Linked DNA regions of Mus musculus: region 2 is linked to region 1. A link is a contact called in public promoter capture Hi-C data. All regions are on one chromosome and are shown on one strand. The core of a region is the stretch at or near the end of the contact, and the rest is flanking DNA. Distances in the headings are between cores, read along the strand shown.

Region 1 (4,957 bases), core at 763-3,262:
AACTGTGAGAACGAAACCCACTTCTCACCACTCTGAATGGCTTATCTGGATCTGCACAAGAGGAGCCAAAGCACTAGTAATATTCTAGCTAGCAATATAACATACACACAGACTCTGTGTATGTGCATGCAGACACTTGGTATTTCCAGAACTGCTCCATTTGAAATACATTTTCTATAAGCCCATCATGTTCTGCCTTTTCTGCAAGTATGTGACCGCTTTCTCATATCACTCTCTTTTCTTTCCTGCTCTTCTTCCCACAGGCTCCAAATGACTTGCCTGCTTCCCAGAAGATAGTCACAGTCCTACAAACACACACAGCCCTTTCTCGTTTCTTGCCTAAAGTTAACTGCCTGTGTGTGTGTGTGTGTGTGTGTGTGTGTGTGTGTGTGTGTGTTGTCCCTTTCTGCAATATATTCATCATATAAATTTACTACAATATGTCAGGTATGGTAATGAATATTCTCGCACCTGGGAAATAGGAGTTCTGCACGGGCTACATGAGACTCTTTCTAAACAAACAAATGAAAAACATAATTACACTTGCATTGACTGTCTATGATCTCTACCCAACCAATTGTCAATTTTGTGAAGTAAAAAAACTGTGTTTACCAGTGTATATTCACTAAGTAAAATATTACTCTCCTTTAGAATTATAATTTATGCCACATATATAATTTCATGTTCTATTGAACAGATTAATAAATATGTACATATTATTAAAATATGTACATAAATATTAAAATATGTACATGGAATTCATTTTACTCTTCATTTAAGGTAAATTCTCCTTCCCTAAGGCAAGGATTTTTTTTTTCCTCAAACAGCTTCATGCATCCCAGGTTGACCTCAGATTCACTGTGTAGCCACAACAACCTTGCTTCCATGCCCAGAATTCTAGGATTACAGATGCGCCAATATGCCCAGATGTGAGATGTTATAAAGGAATGATCCAGCGCATCATTCATGCTGGACAAACATTCTATCAATGAAGCTACACCACTGCCAGGTTAAGATTGCTTAAAATGTGAGTTAGTTAAGGCAGGCTTGTTGATACGCGTGCCTGTAATCCCAACAGTCAAGAGACCGGTGGATCTCTGGGAATTCAAACCAGCCAGGGCAAGATGATGACCTTCGACCCAGCTGAAAGTGAGACAGTGTCAACAACAACTAGACAGTTCACGTATTTTTTTTTCAATATTAACTCTTTAAAATGTACTGTGGAATTTAGTTAAGCACATCGAAAATTCTCACATTTAAGTACCTCAAAATCACGTGTGCCTTGAAGCTACAAGACACTGCAGATACTTAGCATATAGTAGACATCTGGTATATGTTTGCTAAATATTCTTTTATACTACTTTGATTCACCAATATTACAGGAATGATAAGGTAATAATGTCCCACTACTGACATTGCCTAATTATCTTAGCCTTTGGCATTTAAATTGTTTCCTATTTTCACTTTTTGGAATAACCATGCATCTGGTCCAAATCTGGTTTTCCTAGTAATAAATTCCTGCAAAATATGGCACATTTTGCCAAATAAGCCCACTTGGCCTTCTAGTAGTTCATCTTTGGTTACTAAGGACTCTTGTGCAACTCTAGAAGGGCATGTACTGCTGACGATTATAATGACAGAAACACTAGGTACAAATTAAGGTTCATAAATGTCAAGCTGACACAGATCTGAGTGAATCTGTATTTTCAAAACAATTTCTCACCTTCCATTTTAGTTAAGAAAGTGAAAAGAAAGTAAAAGCTAAAGAAGAAATAATAATAATAATAACCGAAAGCTGAGGGTGCAATTCAGTTCTGATCCCCTAGTGCCCAATAGCTAGCTGCCGGGACCGCCCAAACAAACGAATTCGCTTCCTGTGCCGCCCTTGACTCTGTGTAGCCACTGACACGACGTTACGTCACGGATAAGGCGGGACTTCCGTCTTTCAAGCCCCGTACCGGAAGCGAGCTCCTTGTTGCCCAGGCAACCCGAGCCTCCCGCTCTCCTTGTGTCACTCCCCCACTTCTCCCGCCCCTTCCTCCTCCCCACCACCAGAGCTAGGTCCGTTGTTGCCCACCGCCCGAGATCTGCCAGCTGCGTGCCCACGAGGTGACTTCGGGGGCTGATGGGTTGCTTTTGGGGAGTAAGGGAATAGCGTGGCGGACTCCTGAAGCTTGGAGTACTGGCTTGGCGCTCATGCTGTGGCTTTAATTACCATCACCCGGCAGCACGAGGAGGTTGCCTAGACCCGTGAGAGTCCCAACCCCTGACAGACTGTTAAAACTAGTTCTAATTTATGCTCTCAAGCCCTATGTGCTTCCTAATCCTTGGGTGCCTGCTGAGAATTCTGTTCCCAGGCCCCCACCTCAGACTATTCCAGTTCAGATCTTGAGAAGTGAGGCTCAAGCATGGGAAGGTTTGGGGTTTTTGTTTGTTTTGTTTTGTTTTAACTCACAGTGTAATTCAAACGTGCTGTGGATCACAATGTTGCAGGAAGTCTGTCAGGACACGTTTCTGCAGAGATGTCTAAGCTACTGGCTCATTTACAAAAACAAAACAACAAAAACCTGAGTTTCTCCCCCGCCCCCCTTGCAACTTTTGAGTTCTGTAGGTCAGAATTCTTAGTTGATGTTATCTTAAGAACATTTGACAGTTGCTGTGGGTAGCCAGAGTTCTGAACCATTTTCCCTTTTTTTTTCTGAAATGATTGTTACAAACTCGTTGCACAAATTAGGCTCTGGACTCCACTGTTGTTGGGGTTTTTATTTGCTTGGGGGGGGTTGTTTGTTGGTTTTTGTTTTGTTGTTGTTTTTTAACTAAAAGCCAGAACATTACTCAAAATCTTAAGACTAAAAGTTACAGACACAAAGCCTCTATGAATTGTGAGATTGTGATACTGTTTGAAAGTACAATTTATGCTAGCATGATTCGTCAAGATAACAGTGTCTTTGGGATGGCAGTGGAAAGAGAAACCATGTGTATATGCTTTGGGTAAATCTAACACGTGCAAGTTCACAGTAAAGTGTATGATCCCTTCTGTTGACTGCTGGGCTGGGGGGAAAAATCAACCCAAGTTGCAGAGAGGCAGGCGTTTCCATCGTGAAACTGTTTTACAGATGGCAGAGGCTTATTGGTGTTTCTTCAAGTCCAGCGTTTAAGGAGAAGTTAAGATAAGAAGGATGGCAGGAAATTAAACATAGCTAGAGGTTAGATAAGAGTTCTCAAGCACACTATAGAACTCTCAGAATTACTTCTTTATGTTGGGAAATCCACTCATAAAGCACTTGGACAATCAGATGCAGACTGTAACATTTAAGGCCAGATGAACTGGAAATATATTAATATATTTAGACATTTGGAACTTCTTACTGATTGTTGTTTTTAGTTACTGCCCCTTAATAATTTGGGGGAGCACGGGTAGGAGAGAATATTATCAGGATATAACAGACAATCTCAACAATTCCAGTAGCCCCCAAAGGCAGGAGATTATACCTGTTATTTTCTCTGGTGGAAGAAAAATGGGACCTCTAAAAGGAATAAAGTATAGCATCTATCCCTCCAAATAAGTGCCCGGAGCAAGTACAGTATGCAGAAAAGAATTTAGCATAGAATTATCAGAAATATGTTTATAGAAAGTAATTTAAAATAATTCACTGGAAAGATAAAAGTGGTCTTAACTACCCAAATTACTCAAGATTTTTGCTGCTGTGCCAGCAATTGAGTGTGTGCTGTGTTTGGCCCTGACTTTTTTATGGTCACACTCAGATATGCTGTATGAAACACATGCCTGAAATGAGACGAACACCATCTGTTTCTTCTTTTGAACCAGATTATCACTGTCGTCATCCTCTGTTGTCCTGGTTTTTTTCAGTTCTCCCCGTTACCTGTGGTGTTTCTGAGTCAGAGTATCTTGCTCTTTCTTGGGCTTCTAGTTGATTTCTGATCGACACTAGCCACATAAAGGATTCTGCAGGATTGCAAAGTAAACCATTCACAAATCTTTATCACCCTTGCTGATAAATTAAACAGTGCCTTTCCATGAGTGGTATGTGATTTGGGCAGGGGAGGTGGCAAGAATTGTTAACTATACCCTTTCAGTCTCCTCCCACCCCGCCCCATGCCTGCCTTGGAACAGCACTTAATGCAACACCCAGGCAAGCATAAACTGGAGCCTCGGCTTGAGAAAGTGAACGGGGTTAAATAATACTTACTTGTCTCCCTCCATCTTCAGCTCTGAAGGTGGCTGTTAGAGATGGAAACACAGTCGGCTGCTATATGCTTGTAAGCAGGCCCTGTGTCCAGCTGAAGATGGAGTTTGGGGAGCTGGCAAGGTAGCCCAGTGGGTAAAGGCACTTGTCACCAAACCTGACACATGCACACAATAAACCAATGTTCTTGTTTTAAAAGTGGAGCTTGGACTCGTTCTCTGGTGGAAGTAGGCCATTTGGACTCATGCCATCTTTGATGTCTACATGACTAAGTAGGGACCATACAAAGCCATAGGAAAAAAAAATCCATGAGAGTGTCAAGCCTGATACGTTCAACCAAGTACAACAGCCAGCTAGGGGTGGTGGCATGGGGACAGCAAGAGTAGGAGGGTAGGAAACAAGAGTGTCAGAAGTCCCTGTTTTTATCATTTTTCTCATTGAGTGAACTACTGGTATTTATACAATTGACAGGCATCTCTAATGGGCTGGCATTGCATGTTCAGGAAGATTTCTTACTATCACACGTGAACTTGTGTTACTCAAGGCACCTTCATTTACTTCGTTTTAGTCCTCAGCATACTGCTTTGTAGCAGGCAGTGTGTTCTCATGGTCTTCATTGCACCCCCAGACTGTCAGTCTGGCTCAAAGCCAAATCAATGGGGCCCTCAACAGAAAAAAAAAAATTGACCCTCCAGGCTGTAGACACAAAGACTAATAATATAATAATTTCTTTTGAATATCTTCCTTTG
Region 2 (4,957 bases), core at 972-3,471, 3.1 Mb after region 1:
AGTCTCCTACAAACACTCACATTCTTACTAATGCAAATAAACCAGGATGACAAGTCTTTAAAATAGATAAAATATAAATCATGCAGAGAACTACTTGAGGAAAGAAGCTCAGAGCAAAGACACACGTGCTTTGTCTGATTTGTCTCAACTTCTAGGAGAAATACTAGGAGACCATGGGATCTGTCCTTGTCCAAGGTCACAGAATTTTCACCAACTTTGCCACTTACTAGCTACATGACTTGAAGTACATAAATTACTCTGAGCTTTAGTTTCTTTCCTTGGCTATAAAACAGTCACACTGGTTTATAGACATGATAATGTAAACTCTCCTGGGCAAAGAATTTTTGTCTACTATATCTACTTCTCTCTCAGTGAAGAAACAAAACCCAGCAATGCTTGTCACAGGATAAGTGCTGACCTCTTGGAGAAAGTTGGCTCGAGGAGAGAAAGAGGAATGGTGACACTGGAAGCATGAGGACCCAACAACATGCACATTCAGTAAGCATACAACACTGTCCCGGTCTCAACTGTCTACAGCAGACATGCACTCATTAAAGAACTGTTTTGTTTCCAGCCTAGCACTGACATAATGCTCTATAAATTCACTTGGTGAAGGCTGATTTTGACCTAGATGAAGACCTTAACAGATATGGGAGTAGTGTATTTCAAACAGCTACACCGAGGTTTATTCAGCTCTGGCACCCTTACTATTTATGGACCAAAGACTCCATGTCTGAGGCTGTATGATGTCTATTTAGCACTATCTAATACCACCCCAGTCTATGTCAGCAGAACCATTTCCTCTCAGTTGTGAGAACCAAAATATGTATTCAATGATGGCTCTTTACATGCATAGCTGAAAGCCACTGATGTAGGCACTGGTAAACTTTGGAAAGACAAGGCTGATTTAAGGAAAAATTGCATAGATGACAGACTGTGAGATATAAAAAAAATTGTTTATGATAATATCTAGTGAGCAGCCAAATTGGACCAGCCCCAGAGTGCCTTAGTCCCGCTTTGCAAGCCTCACTACCAAGCTACAACTCTAGAACTGTGGCTCTCAGCCTGTGGGTTGACCCCTCTGGCAACGCACTATCTCCAACAATATTTCCATGACGAGTCAGAACAGAAGCAAACTTACAGTAATGACGTTGAAAGGAAAATAATGTTGTGGTTGAGTCACCACAACGTGCAGAACTGGGTCAAAGGGTCCAGCATTAGGAAGGTTTGAGAACCACCGCTCTAGAATCACTAGCTTTCTTTTAATTTTCGAGACAGGCAAGTTACCTTTCCTTTGCCCTTTATGCATCGGGCATCCTGAAGGTGGTGAAGCTGGCTGACCATCTGAAGCATTCGAGGCGTTTACTGCAGTAGCAGGAGAAGATGCTGAGGCACCCATGGCTGGAATCACAGGGGTCACTCCCAATCTAAAATACCCAGCTGCCAAAGCAAGAAATCAGATTAAAACGTGGAGGCTAAACAGTTGATATCCCCTTGTTATTCTGATCCTGGCTGGCCCTGGCTTTTTTTCACCATCCCTTGGGAGAGTAAGAGGTAGGGCACTGGTTCGGGGGTGGGGGTGGGGGGTGGTGAGGGGACACTTTGAAAACAGTGCCTCCATTGGGAAAATACCTTGAAGCCTATGCCACCATTTGGGGACCCGTGCCAGAGTCTGGAAACTTGTAAGATGCAACCACGTCGTGAAGACGGGTGTAGTCTTGATGGTGGGGTCCAAGGGAAAATACACTGAACTAGCCTCGAACCCGTGTTCCCAGTAGGGCAGGCGCCTCAGGGAAAATAGGAAGGTTAAAAAAAAAAAAGTCACCAAAACGGGAGGCAAGGAGCGGCGAAGGGCAGGAAGCCACCAGTGTTGCCTTCCCGTCTATGCGCGTCCCACCGGCACCGCGGTCTGCACAGTGCACCGGCTCCAGCCGGACCCGGACGCCGTCCTGTCCCCAAGTCACCTCGCCGACTGTCCCGCGCCGCGCGGCCCCGAGCGCGTCAACCTGCCCAGCCGAACTCACTCGGCAGCCGCCGGCTCCAGCCGAACCCGGGCGCCGCCCTGCCCCCAAGTCTCCGCTCCGACTTGTCCCGCGCGGCGCGGCCGCGAGCGCGTCGAACCGCCCAGCCGAAGTCGCTCGGCTGCACCCGCGGTTTTTCCTCACGCGGGGTCACCGCTAACGTCCGGTCACAGCCGGCGTTCTCGGGCGCCGTTACTTCCTGTTCCGAAGGCGGGACTTCCGGGAGCACGAGGCAAGCTCGCGCTGAGGAGAGGAACGGTCGTCAGGTCGGGCGGATCGCTCCCACCCCCTTCCGCTCCGAGGCCTCGAGCCGCCCGAGCCTTCTCTCCGTCTCCGCCCCTACGTGCGGGGCGGTGTGTTTAAGGGCGGGTCGGTCCACCCCTTCTCGCTCCGCGGCCTATAGGCGCCCGAGCCTTCTCTCCGTCTCCGCCCCTACGGGCCAGGCGGTGTTTTTTAACTCCGCCGGCCGGCCGGTAAGCCGCTCAGGGTGAGAAGTTAGGGAACCGCGGGGTGTCGCTTCCGAGGGGTAAGGCACGTCGCTGTGTTTTTCTAAGTCATCTCCTTAGGTTCTTGAAAGGTCAACTTGTATTTTTTCTTTTTTGGTTTTTCGAGACAGGGTTTCTCTGTGTAGCCCTGGCTGTCCTGGAACTCACTGTGTAGACCAGGCTGGCCTCGAACTCAGAAATCCGCCTGCCTCTGCCTCTGCCTCCTGAAGGCTGGGATTAAAGGCGTGCGCCACCACCGCCCGCTCAACTTGTATTTTTTAATGAACAAGCGATATTTGTGCTTATTTGTGGAATAAAGTGCTATAATTAAGTAGACGCACTTAAACTTCCACCGCCTAGTCCTTTCAAGGACTCTGGCAACCGTTGTGAGTGTACTCCATGGAATTCACAGCCTTCATCTAAGTAGTATATTTCATATTACACAAAGTACGTTTTTATATTACTTGTGTAGGGTAAACCAGCAGATAGGAGATGGTTATTGTATTGGTTAGGTTTTTGTTAACTTGAATGGAGTCACTGTCTTCATCAGACGGCCCAGTGGGCAAGCCTATGGGGACATTTTCTCCATATCTGTATCCGGTACCACCGATGGGCTAGCTTATATTAAGAAAGCAAAGTGAGCCATGGGACCAAGCAAGCCAGTATGTGGTGTACCTCCATGGCCTCCATGGCTTTTGATTCCTTGGTGGCTTCAGGTTCCTGCTTTGAGTTCTGTGGGACCCCATGAAAATGGCCCCCTTTCATATTAATGTGACCATTGTTTAGGTCTTCTTTATGAAGACATTTCTAGGAGCGTTGGTCCACAGCAGACTTCCTGGTACTCTGGATCTTAAAGTGTTATGCCCCCTCTTCAGTGATAGTCTGGTTTTTTGCTAGTCTTTGGTTCTTGTGGGGAGCATTGTCGGTCCAAGTGGTACAACTTCTTCTAAGGCAGTGGTTCTAACCTCTCAAAGCTCCAACCCTTTAATACAGATCTTCATGTTCTGATGATCCTCGCAAGTATAAAATTATTGTTACCACTACATAACTATAATTTTGTTACTGTTATGAATAATAATGTAAATATCTGATTTACAGATCGTGAGCCATAGGTTGGGAATACATAAATCTAGTCTGTTAATTCTGTTTTGATGTTTCTGCGTCTATGATTTCACAGGTAACAACGTAATTGCATAATATATATTATCTATTTGTGTTAAAACATTTTAAAATTTGTGTTATACATTTTTTTTAAATTTTCCTATGTGTTCTACAATTCTTCTCTCGTTCAACATGTTCATGTTGTCTCCACTTTTAAAATATTTAATTCTTTTCCCCGGCCCTTTGGCCCTTTCTAAATTCTATATCCTTCCTCAAAATTCTTTATTGTGTCACAATTATCCATTCTATCCCACAATTATTGCTTCTCTTACACTCTGCCTTCTCTCATAGAGATCCTCATAACCATTTCCGGTTATCTCCCACAGTTCTCACTTTTTAATATAATTGATTAGAAGAATCATACCTTTCTTGTTCCTGAGATTCTAAGGTTTTCCAAGATCGGAGGCAGTAGGAGGTCTCTCTCTCTCAGGATCACGGCCAGAGAACAGAGAATTGGTATGCCTTGGGTATAAAGACAATATCACTAGTTCCACAGCGGGTCAGAGAACATATAACATACCAGGTATTTTAGATACTGCTGGGAATACAAAAGTGCTGAACGAAGGCTTTGTTCTTTGGGAATCTGTATTCAAATAATTTAAAGATCAACTAACAGTACACTTCATCTAAAGAGATACTCTAAATCATGTTTGATTTTAAACATTATTTGATAGAGATTGATGGGGGGGAGACTGATAGTGAAAACTTGATTGAAGAAGAAATTTCTGTTTGGAGCTATTTCAAATACATTCAGGTTTCACTACAGATTTGTACAGAAAAGGTCTTGTAACAAAGAAATATTTGGTTTTATGTGTCTGTTAGCCATGACCATGGTGCTTTGAAAAGTTCCCCCAGCTTTGTTAGATGATGGGGGTTTCCTAAGCAATTAGCATTCCAGAATCGAAATAACTTTCTACAACTTGTTTTCTTAGATTCCTGACCATCGTGAAAGACCCTTGATAAGAAATATTTATTGCCCTGTGTGGTAAGAGCAAGCATTTGATCCCAGCCTACAGGAGGCAGAGGTATGTGAGTTTCTGTGAGCTCAAGGCCAGCCTGGTCTAGTTTTTATAGTGAGTACCAAGCAAGCTAGGCTACATAGTGAGAACATCATCTCAGAAAAAAAAAAGGTGTTTATGAATCACCTAGCACGCTTTAACTGACTAATCACTGGTTATTCCTAGCAGTGCCAACTGTGGACCACAAAGACACTTCAGCCCCATTCTTCCCCTTTGTTCTGCGTGTAACAGTTCGGTGGGGAGAAGAAGCCGGAGAAGGAGCTAGGTAACT

What was found. Promoter capture Hi-C pulls out the DNA fragments that hold promoters and counts their contacts.
Region 2: a contact with region 1 is called in a promoter capture Hi-C map of erythroid cells, with 2.3 times the contacts expected there. The contact joins the promoter of Hccs here to the promoter of Gemin8 in region 1. A contact is called at or near these places in 1 of 39 promoter capture datasets (erythroid cells) and 1 of 484 Hi-C or Micro-C datasets (CD4 T cells).

What each region holds. Positions count from the first base shown.
Region 1 is chrX:166,168,442-166,173,398 of GRCm38.p6, forward strand. It overlaps Gemin8 (gem nuclear organelle associated protein 8), which reads left to right and starts at 2,013. Exons shown (of 4, transcript NM_146238.4): 1 at 2,013-2,109.
Region 2 is chrX:169,318,151-169,323,107 of GRCm38.p6, forward strand. Hccs (holocytochrome c synthetase) reads right to left here and starts at 2,222. Exons shown (of 7, transcript NM_001331049.1): 1 at 1,826-2,222; 2 at 1,288-1,440. The coding sequence starts at 1,399. It overlaps Gm15246 (predicted gene 15246), which reads left to right and starts at 2,245. Exons shown (of 6, transcript NM_001361166.1): 1 at 2,245-2,547; 2 at 4,600-4,692; 3 at 4,852-4,951.